Linked DNA regions of Rattus norvegicus: region 1 is linked to region 2. The links are chromatin contacts, called in public Hi-C maps. All regions are on one chromosome and are shown on one strand. Each heading gives the region's core, a stretch centred on a gene start, on an enhancer-like site or on the middle of the called end of the contact. The rest is flanking DNA. Distances are from core to core; before and after follow the strand shown.

Region 1 (5,552 bases), core at 1,776-4,275, 52 kb before region 2:
CTCTGATCTGGAGCTGAGGTGGGGGGAGGTGACAGGAAAGGAATCCCTTGGCTAATCTAATGGTCACTCAGTTCTTTTGTCTCTCAGGAGGGACAGCCCCCCACCTCCACGGCCATCACTGAAGGTCTCGCCTAGCGAACTCACAGCCGGTACCCCTGAGCTGGACACACTGCTTACTGTCCACCTTCAAGTCTGCAAAGCCTTGCTTCAGGTGTCTGGGTGGGGCCTGGCCAGGGTGGGGGCTGGGTCCAAAGGCAGCGAAACGCCTCAGTCAGGTGACAGGAACCTACCCTGAGAGTCATGGGGGCTCTGTGACAGGAGCCGAACCCTGAAACCAAGTGGGTGGTTCTGATGTACAGCATCGATCCAGATTGGCCCGATCTCAGGAAGTATCGAGGTGGGCCTCAGGCCGTGCTGCTCCCGGGGGTGTGAAGGCCCTGAGATCAGATGCCAGCCATCTTTCCACTGCTTTGTGATGTCTGGCTCGACTTGGGTGGGTTGACCCTGGCAGCTCAGCTTAGTGAAGAGAAGGAGTTTCGGTCATGGTCTAGAAGCTTCCTCCAGGACAGGACAGCTATGAGTGGTTGTGGGCAGAGATGTACTTGTAGGGTGACCTGAGTTTCTCGCTGATTCTAGAAACTGGCCTCCCCTAATTTGTCAAGGATGGTGCAGGATTGCCTCCTGGAGGAAGCGGTGCAGCAAAGACAGGTTCTGGAAGTGCTTTCAGACCTTGACCTTGAGCAGGTCAGCAAGGCCAAGTCGGTTGAAGAGAGTAAGTATCCACCGGGCACACGCCCAAGGCCTTGCCTCCCTCCCTCTCCCACTGATGGGCAGATTACATGGGCTTGCACATTTGTATACTGGCAAAGCCACTGCTGGTTCACTGAAGCCAGTCCCACCCACACGCTGGTGCCCCCTCTGAGCAATGGCTGTCACCTCGGTTCTGAGGACCTGTCTGGGGAGTCCAGTCTCCTAGTCAGGATGGCAGTGAGTGACTGATCTTGTGAGCAGGCACTAGGAAGATGCTTGGAGCCAAGACCATTCCTTGGGGTGACACGGGCCTGAGAGGAGGTCCCTGTATTGGGTCTCCTGGCCTCACTTCCAACCTTGGGTCCTCGTGGAGGGGTTTCTGGTGCTCCTGATTGCTCCTGCCCAGGCTGCTGAGCAGCTGCTGGCTCTCAGTCATCCCACAGGCATCTCAAAGGAAGGGTGGCCTGGCACTGTGGCAGGGATGCACACAGCCTGGTGGAGTCCTGGCCTGCCCTGCCTCCACACTCCTGAGCCAGCTCAAGAAGACATTCCTACATCGCGTCCGAGGAAAGTACCCGGGCCAGCTGGAAATAGGTAGTGCCCTCCTTGCCCGATCCCAGGGGGTAGAGGGGGGAACGGCAGTGCTGCAGCTGGGGTCCTATCTCTGTGCATCTTCGCTGCCTTGCCCCTGGGAAAGCAGGCTGTGAATCCCTGTGCCTTCCACCAAGCCTTCGAGGGTTCTTAGAGGGAGGGGGGCAAGCATGTGCCATCTAGGAGTCCTGATATCAGGCTGGACACTTCCTGAAGGCAGCTGTAGCACTTCCTGTGGGGTGAGCAAGCAGCGTCTGAAGTCTGGAAGCTCATCCCACTCTCTGGACTGCTGGTTACCATGTGTGTTTCCAAGGCTCCGGCCCTGGGGTTCAGAGCCCACTGTGGTGGTTGGTGGCTAGCTGGCATGCCCCTTTTCCTTGTCAAATAAAGAACGAAAAGATAGGAAAGGGGTTAGAGTTGAGTCAAATTGAACCTTATTGGCAAGTGCTACCAACTTCTGGGCTAGGGAAGGTTCTAGAACCAGGAGTCTGCCTGCTCTAAGGGGGCTCCCCTGGGCTCCCCTTTCCCTGAGTCCCTTTCATCGGACACAGACCTATTTATTGAGAGGCCTCGGCTCCGCTCACGGCCCTTCTCTGTCAGTGTGTCGCAGGCTCCTGGAGCAGGTGCTGGGCTGTGGCGGGCTATTTGTCACAGCAGGGCTCCAGGACGAGCAGGTGGTCACCTGGTTCCAGTTCCACAGCTACCTGCAGCGGCAGAACATCTCTGACTTGGAGAAACACCTCACTCAGCTCACCAAGGAAGGTAGGGCCTGGTGGCGTGGCAATCTGGAAGCGAGTTACAGCATACCCTGTCCCACTCTGGTTTGGGCCACAACTCGGGAGCCCCTGTAACTCTCCCTCTGTCAAAACTGAGATCAGATCGAGTGACAACACAGCCTGCTATGGTGGAAATTAAGAGAGGGAGGTGAACGGTCCAGAACAGCTCCAGAGAGAGGAGGCAGCCTAGACGCCTGGGCTTATTCTGGTTTCTTTTTGAATCAGGGTCTCACTATGTAGCACAGACCAACCTCAATCTCACCATCCTCATGCCTCAGCCTCCCAAGTGCTAGGATTACAGGTGTATACCATTGTGCCAAGGCCAGCCTGTGGTTCTGCTCATTTGTAAGGCGTGTCTGACCCACTTTTGGAAATGTTTGTCGGGACGTGGTGATGCCCGCCTTGGAGTTCCCTATGTGACTGAAGTGGCTAAGCCTCAACCAACAGCACCTGCCTCTTCCTGTCTTCCAGTTACTCTCATTGAGGAACTGAACTGTGCGGGCCCAGCCAAGGCCCTGAGGAAGCTGCACGGGAAGCGTCTAAGCCAGCTGCAGCCATTGCCCCAGACGCTTCAAGCCTGGGCCCGGCTGCAGCTGGACGGACCCCCGAGGCTGTGCAGGGCTGCCAGAATGCGACTGGCCAGCGCGGCCAGGAACAAGCGCTTCCGGGAAAAGGTGATCAATCTTGGGGTAATCCACCTGACAATACAGCTGGGCAGATTGACAGGTCTCACCCCAAGCTTTGCTTGGAGAAGGGCTGAGTCTGGGTCACTGGGGCGTATGCAGAGTGCTCTACCCAGCTGGGGACCTATGCCTGCCCTGCCCACTCTGTCATGCCAGCTCTGTCCAATCCTGGTCTTCTTCCTCAGGCCCTGCTATACTACACCAATGCCTTAAATGACAGTGACTCCAAGCTCCAGCAGGCGGCGTGCATGGCTCTGCAGCAGCTCGGGGTGAGTTCCTTGTCCTCAGGAGTGACAGGAGGCCATCAGTGGTGAGGGCCAAAACAGCAGCAACAGCTTGAAATGTTTTCACTGGGACAAGGGATGGGATGGTGGGGCGGTAAAGGGTTTCACCAGCAGCAAGAGGACTTCAAGTAACGTCCAGCTCTCAGACTCCAACAGCAGAGGTCCCCACACCAAAGGACTTCCTCTCCAGTTGAACAGGAATGCAGACAGCACCTGTTCGCTCTGGTTTTGTCCATTGTGTGTGGAGGTGTGTGTGTGTGTGTGTGTGTGCGCGCGCGCATGCACATGTCTAATCTCTTCAGGGTCACACACGCACACACAAAAGTAGTTTTCGTGCACTGAAAACAAATCCAGGTGTATTGGCACATACCTGTGATCCAGGCCAGCTTAGGCCAAATGGTGAGACCCTATCTCAAAACAAAACAAAACAAAAACAAACAAAAAACCCTATTCACTATGTGAATAGGTTTGTTAAAAGCCATCCTGGGGGGCTGGAGAGAGCACTGACTGCTCTTCCAGAGGTCCTGAGTTCAAATCCCAGCAACCACATGGTGGCTCACAGCCATCTGTAATGAGATCTGATGCCTTCCTCTGGTGTGTCTGAAGACAGCTACAGTGTGCTTATATATATTAATAAATAAAATAAATCTGGGCTCCAGCTTAACTTCTGGGACTGGAGACATGTGGGCTTCAAGGCCTGTGAGCCCTGCCTTCCCCATTTTCTCCCTGCACTCCCATGCTGGGAATCTGCCTCTGCCTTTGTATAAACTTGTTACCTACTTCTATGTGGGAGCTAGCTCAGTGTAGAGGGAACCCAGTGACTTCACTTGCTCAGTGATGTCCCAAAAGGTCCTCAGAGGCTGGTGAGACTCAGGTGCTAGGTGAAGGAGTCAGAAGTCTTGTGGGAGCCCTGAGTGTGGCAATCAGGCTCTGGTTCTCCAAGAAGAGGAGAGTTCCAGTTAGCAAGTCCCAGACGGCAGCTGGGTTGTTAGATGGTGTTCACAGAGCTGCTGCTGGTGGCCTTGCTTGCAGGCCTGCACTGGGGTGGGAAGAGACTTCCTAAAGTGCTGAAGGGCCTTGAGGACATGCTGGGTTTGGCACTGCAGGGACAACAGTGAGGTAGGTCTGTCTGCTGCTTAAGCCCTCCCTTTTTCTCCTGACCTTACAGGGCGTTGAAAGCATTGAACAGATTGTCAGTCTATGTCAGTCTGACCTGGAGGCCGTGCGAGCCGCAGCACGGGAAGCAACACTGTCGTTTGGTAAAGTGTAGCCCAGTGGGTCCCCAAGGTTCTAGTGGAGAGGGTTGAGGCCACCTCAGCTGTCAGTACCAGGCTGCTAGGGACCCTGCTGCAGGCCATCCTATGCTGAGCAGCCCCTGGCCAGGGCAGGCTACCTTCACAGCAGGCTGGTCGCCAGGATGTAACTCTTTTGCATTTTATGGCTCTTGGCAAATGGAGGGCAGGGCAAAGTCAGGCTAGAGCCCAGGTCTCCATCATTGGAGACTGTTCCTGCTCAGTCATCAGCAGGAGCAAGGGACCCCCCCAAGCACTACTGCCCTACTCCTCTAGAGACACCAAGATGGTGACAAGCCAGTGACAAACACCTCTGCATTCCAGGTGAGAAAGGCCGCCTAGCTTTTGAGAAGATGGACAAACTACACGCAGAACAAGAAGCCTTCTGTCAGGAAGCGGATGTTGAGATCACAATTTTTTAAGAAGCCGTGCTCGATGAGCTCAAATCTGGCCTCTTTCTTCCTTTCATGCTGCCTGGCCTCCACAGTGCCCAGGATTTGGATGGAGCATCCAAGCCACTCCCTCCCAAGTGTGAGCTGGTCAGGACAGTTACCTGAGACTGGGTCCTCAGCGCAGGGATAACAGTCATGTACTCACAGAGCAGGCACAAGTGGTATGTGGGACCTCTAAGGCTGTGGCCTCCGCCAAATGCTGTTTTTGCCATCCTGGGGTACAGTGCCAGGCACTGTCTTGAGGATCGAGGATCCAGGGCAAGGTGACAGACATGCATGGGGTATGAGCTCCCTGCATACCCTCAGCTGGGACAGAACTGGTCTGACAAACAGGGCTGTGGCAGCTTCCCAGTAGGCAGGTCCACTTCCATGGCAGCCTGGGCCCTTGGATGAATGCTCAGACCTGAGGAGGTTTTCACTGCAGCGGCTGGGGAGACTCATGATGGGTTAGATACCCACGAGGGGTTTCCTACTTAAGTGAATAGAGCACTCCACGCTGGCGTCTGAGATGCCCACGAGGGGGTTCTCAGGGCTGACATAGTCATCTCTCACTTAGGTCCCTGTGGACCATGTGTGCTGACTTGGTATTTATTTGCCTTGTTCATGTCCATTCTCTGAAATCTCAATTACAAACTCTGGCGTATGGCCACCTTACTGCCCCAAGTAGAGAATGTTGTATCCGTAGAGCCTTAACATGGGAGGGGCGGCAGGCCCACTGGGGATC
Region 2 (5,709 bases), core at 3,143-5,642:
GGAAGACACTGCCTAAAGAATTCTTCTGGGGCTGGAGAGATGGCTCAGCGGTTAAGGGCACCCGACTACTCTTCCAGAGGTCCTGAGTTCAATTCCCAGCAACCACATGGTGGCTCACAACCATCTGTAATGAGATCTGATGCCCTCTTCTGGTGTGTCTGAAGTCAGCTACAGTGTACTTATATATAATAAATGAATAAAATCTTTTTAAAAAAAAAAAGAATTCTTCTGAAGAGACTAGAAAAGGGAAAAAGGGGAGGGGGGGTGGCAGGGCAGGGCTCAGGCCAGTGAGAGAGGAAGGCACAGCAGTAGAAGGGACCCTAGACTAGGCCACACAGCAAGATGTGACACAAAACAAACAAACAAAAGCCAGCAAGCAAGCAAGCAAGCAAACAAACAAAAAACCCCAAGGCCAGGGAGGTAGTCCCACACTACAGTGCTTGCCTAGGCCCTGGGTACTATCCCAGTGCCGCCAAGAGAAAGACAGTGAGGAAACTCAATCTCAGTAGATTACCATCCAAAAGGCCTCTACAGGGAACTTCATTTATTTCAATCTCAACACACCAGCAATTAACTCCATTGCTCAATAAATACCGGGCCCTGCGGTTCCTACTAAAATGTAAAGGTAGCAGTCAGGACAGACGCCCAGCAGAGGATCTGGTAGCTGAAAACCAGGAAACCATTTGGTTTTCCCTATTTTCCCACTATCTCAAGTTGATGGTCCAAATGGGTCCCCCTTACTCCCAGAAAGCCCAGCTACTGTAAATATATGCTGGGACAGCAAACAAGGGGTGCAGCTCTTCTTGGCTCTGCTGAAACTCCCTGTTAATTTCCTACCAGCCCAGACAATTTCAAAGGCCTTCACACCTCCTCAAAGTGCCCAGCAGAAGCCTAAATTTAGTTCATGCAAACCAGGGCAAGCAAGAACATTTAAATCTCAAGGGTCACTCAAGATGAGAATGTCCCAATCTCCACATTATATACTCCCACCCCCACCCATCGAAATGAGTCATGGTGTCTTGATGTCTTCTGCACAAAATATAGTTTTCCCTGCTTTGAAGCAGTGGTTTCTAAATACTGTATGTAAGCATATCTTGGAGCATGGCAGTGTCAATTCTCTATACCAGTAAAGGATTTTAGGGCACTGCTGACTTAACAGGACTTTAACCCAATCCCTCACTGGGTTCTACTTCAGAATGAAGGCAGCTATAACCTATATCAGCTACAAGAGCCATCGACAGCAGAACTGTCTTTCCTTCAAGTCAGGAGCTACTGGGGTGGGAGATGCTCATTACCTGAGATCACTCACTGAAAGAGGCACAATCAAAGAACTGAACATTAAGAGAAAGAGCAGAACCTCATGAACAAGCACCCCCTTCCACTACTGAAGGAGGCAGTGTCTCTAGGCACAGCTTCCATCTGGTCAAGCAAGTGCTCTCCCTGGGCTAGTGAAGCCAGTCTCCTTTCCGGCCAGCCCTCTAAATCGCTCCTGTAGTCTTACCACTCCTTTGCAAATGCTAAAGGAGAGAAAGCCATTCTCACAGCCCTCTCCATAGGCAAACAAATCTGACTCATCAGCCACCTGTTAACATAGAGATTAAAAAACTCCGGCTTCCTCCCAGAAGGTGTGCTGCCTGGAGATATTTCTTCTTAAGCTGCCACCTTCCCCAGCACTCAAGCGTCTGCTTCACCTTTTGTTCTTTTGCCCATTTGTTTCAGAGTTTGTAGACAGACCTTGTAGGTCTGACTAGAAAACAAATTAGAATACGGAAATGATTCTGCCGCTTCCTTGCGCAGCTGTCAGCAAAGCCGCGTGCTCTCAGATGACAAGCCCAAACAGGACTTGTGATAATGCTGCCCACTATGACACATTGTCAAGCATTTATTTAAAAAAAAAACTTTTATTTTCCACCAATTGTAAACACATTTCTTTGAACTCAAAAAACAAAAACAACGACAAAGGCTTGGATAAATTAGCCTTTATCTTAGAAAACTAGCTTCAGATTCAGCCAAGGTCATTCAAATGCTGGTTTTAAAAAGTGGCACAACTGAAGCCAGTGTGGTGACACACATCTTTGATCCTAGCACTCTGGAGGCAGTTGGGCAGATTTCTGAGTCTGAGGCCAACCTGGTCTGCAAAAACTCCAAAACAGCCAAGACCTGTTACATAGAGAAACCCTGTCTTGAGCAAAAACTAAAAGACAAAATAAAACAATAACAACAAAAAGGTCACAGTTGTAAGACAAAAGGCTACTTTTAAAATGTAAAACAAGGGAAGTACTTCCATAACTGTCTTAGAAACTATGGTGGCACACTTCTTTAATCCCTGCACTCCAGAAACAGAGGCAAGAGGATCTCCATGAGTTCAAAGCCAGCCTGGGCTACAGAGCACGTTCCAGGACTGCCAGGGCTACACAGAGAGACCATCTCTAGAAAAACAAAAAGAAGAGAGAAAGAGCATAAAATACCCACACTAGGAAAGCCCAAGGTGCAAGCACTTGTGACTAGGCTGACATCCTACTTAACTTGTGGGGCTTAAGTGTGGAGCAGAAATTGGAGAAGAACGAAGAAAACAGATTTCAAAGCCAGCCCTCTCTGCGCCAACAACAATCTTAACACAACTTTAACAAGGCTTAGATGTCAGGGCAGGCCACTCTGACCTAACATCTAAAAAAAAAAAAAAATTCTACCATAACTTATTTATGATGCAAATTTGTTACCAAATCGTCTGTTTCAGCATTAAAGATTCAACTGTCTCCACTTGGGATGGTCTGTTTAACCTACCACCTCCACACTTCAGAGTGGCTTACATGACAGTCTTCATGCGCTGTTGTTACTCTGGGACCCACTTGCATTTAATCTGATATAGAAAATCTGCCCACAGATCTGACTCCTTAGTGGAATCTGTCCAGCCAATTCGAAGGCTAGACAGTACAAACGTTACTATTGATCTATCTACTTACACAGATTACACTAGCTATAAATATATATCAGCCCCCAGAAAGCTGACGCACATCAAGGCCCGAGTAAAAAGAACTCAGTCAAGGAATCTAGAAATCAAGGCCACCCCAAAAAAGGTTTTGTCAGTCAAGAACACCAAACAACAGCCTGAGGCTTTCTACTTTCCTAAGTGAAGCTCAAAATAGATTTCAATTCTCCAGCTGATGGGTCTCACCCGCTGTCTTTTGAACCCATAAGCTGAAAGCAGAATAAACAGCCTGCTCTCTTTACACAAGGAACAGGATCTACTTTGCACATGCTTATTTAAGATGCCTGGCGAGTGTGGTTTTGGTTAATCCTCACAACCCCCGCACTGACATTTAATCAGAAGACTTATTTTCTTTAGAGGACTTAGCTGCTTGTAAAGACATCTTTGCGTTTTCAATTCGCTGTTTCATACATAGAGGAGGGAAAACCCTACTTTCATAATACTTTATTTATGAACCCCCAGAACCTCTCAAGTGGACCGGATCTCAGAAAACAGAAACCATCTCAGCCCACGATCAAAGGATAAACGACAAGGAAAGAGGCCATTTAGAGAGGTTCAGGCAGCTATAGGAATGGGTTCTGTGTGCCCTTCGTGTCCCCTACCCTCCTGGCTTGCCACTCCTTGCTCTATTCAAAGGGCAAGTCTCCTTCCCTAGCAGCCCCGCCGTGATCCCCTCGACAAGGCAGCAGACCCTCCACCGGAACGGGTCTTTCTCTTCTCAACACTTGTCACCAGCTGCAATGATCAGTATTTGAGTGTCTGTATGACTACAAGCCTCTCTGGGAGGTAGGGTAGGTCTACGGTGGCGTTTAACACACACCATCTCCAACGCCTAGCACCGAACAGACTCTCCAGCTCACGTCTAACAAATGAATGGGCAGGAAGGAGTAAGGGGGCTGTCATCCAGGGGCCTCCACGACCGCACACTGAGGTCTGAGGAAGTGAAATGTGCGCGGGCGGGGGGTGTCGGCGAGCCCACCCTCCTCCCCAGGAGACAAAGGAAGAGGACCTGAGGTGGTCCGGTCCAGACAAGGAAGCGGCAGGGGTGTGGACTAGTGGGGACAAAGGGTGGCTGGGCCATGTTGGGGTCGGGTTGGGGGGGCTCGGAGAAGACACGGACCGCGGTGAGATATTGGCGAGTGGGGGTGTCGCAAGGGCCGCGAGCCCCAAGTGGGGTCTAGGGCGGCGAGGACGCGCGACAGGGGTCCCCTAAACCGGGAGGGTCGGGGAGACGGCGCGGCCTAAGGGTCCCCGGCTCCGCACCTGGTAAATAGCCGCCCAGTTCCCAGCCTTATCGATCTGCTCGAATTCCTTCTCCATTTCCATGGCGGGACGGGACGACTGCCCGAGTTCCCTCGGCCGTCCGCCGCGCTAGGCCGCGTCGCTCCGCGTCTCGAGGCCCGTCGCCCGCCACCACCTCAGCCCCAACCTCCCCAGCAGCGGCTTCTGCATGTCAAGCCGGCAGCCGGAAGTACGCACCCCCGCCTCACCGCGAGCTCCGCCCTCTGCACCGGAGGACCAGTCAGAAAGCGAAGAGGCTTGCCGGCACTTCCGCGGGGGCGGGGCGGGGGAGGGGCTTAGTGGAAAAGGCCTGAGCCGGAGGAGGTGACCTGCTGCGCGCGCCGCGTGCGGCTTCCCGGGTTCCCCACTCCGGCCGGCGCGCGCCCGTTGCCCAAGCGACCCCCGGCGGCGCGCCTAGGACGCGTGGGCCAAGGCGGGGCTGGGGGCGTATCTTGATTTCGAGCCCCGAGCCAGCCGTTTGAGTCAGGCGTCGAGGGCGTGGCCTCGAACTGGGCGGTTGAGTGGGAGCGGCGTTTCCTGTCCCGTTCTATCTGTTTTTCTTTTATTTATTCATTTACTTCTTTTGACTTGGTTTTTCGAGACAGGGTTTCTCTTCGTAGCCCGATGTCCTCAAACTTGCTCTGCAGACCAATACCAGCCTCGAACTCATAAATCCGGCTGCCTCTTTTCCGAGTTCTGAGATTAAAGGTGTGTCCCATCACTTCGGGCTCCGCTCTTTATTTTTAACTCAGGGTCACGCTATTCCAGGCTGGCCTCCCACTTGCTGTCAGGCCAAAGATAACCTCTTATTTGCCGTCAGGCAAAGGATGATCTTCCTGCCTCCACCTCCCACATCTTGGAATCACAGACATGCATTGCGGGGGGCGGGTGGGGGGGAGGAGATAAACCAGCGCTCCATGCATGCAAGGACACAATCGGGCCACATCCCAGCAAGCAGAGTGTTTGTTTTAGACAGTGAATCACTCGGTAGCCCGAGCTGGCCTGGAATTCCTTACGTAGCCCAGGCCAGCCTCCAGCTCCGGATCTGCCTTCCTCAGTCTACCGAGTTTTGGACAAGTGTCAACACCCAGCTGCCCACCCTGCTCTCCCGAAACTTTGGAAAGTCCATGGGATTTTTACCCTGGCAGGAGGAACCAATGGGACATGTGCTAGTTTTCTGTCTTTCCGCAGTATCAAGAAAATCCTGACCGGATGTGGTGGCACTTGACTTTAAACTCTTTACTCAAAAAAAAAAAAAAAAAAAAAAAAAAACCTCTTTACTCTCCAGACAGAAACAAGGGTTCTCTTGAGTTCCAGTTCCAGGCTAGCCTGGTCTACATAGTGAGTTCCGGGACAGCCAGATACACAATGTCTCAAAACAAAAAAACAACAAAAAGAGAAAATCTTCCTTGGGGCTTGATGGTGGCTCATAACCACTC

The links. A called contact is a pair of places that touch in the nucleus more often than the background predicts.
Region 1: a Hi-C map of liver shows a contact between it and region 2, with 2.1 times the contacts expected there. The contact joins the enhancer-like site here to the promoter of Ptpn1 in region 2. A contact is called at or near these places in 3 of 12 Hi-C or Micro-C datasets (kidney, liver and mammary epithelial cells).

Annotation. Positions count from the first base shown.
Region 1 is chr3:177,107,139-177,112,690 of GRCr8, reverse strand. It overlaps Ripor3 (RIPOR family member 3), which reads left to right. Exons shown (of 22, transcript XM_006235650.5): 15 at 88-211; 16 at 637-772; 17 at 1,183-1,344; 18 at 1,942-2,103; 19 at 2,589-2,791; 20 at 2,986-3,069; 21 at 4,253-4,343; 22 at 4,701-5,552. The coding sequence ends at 4,798. Among named protein-coding and RNA genes, the nearest start is that of Ptpn1, 52 kb to the right of the region's middle. Within about 2 kb of position 3,025, at least 4 of the 93 cell types and tissues checked have an H3K27ac peak or open chromatin away from gene starts, as enhancers often do. A contact at or near this core is called in liver, where this site is marked.
Region 2 is chr3:177,056,416-177,062,124 of GRCr8, reverse strand. Ptpn1 (protein tyrosine phosphatase, non-receptor type 1) reads right to left here and starts at 4,392. Exons shown (of 9, transcript NM_012637.2): 1 at 4,253-4,392. The coding sequence starts at 4,315.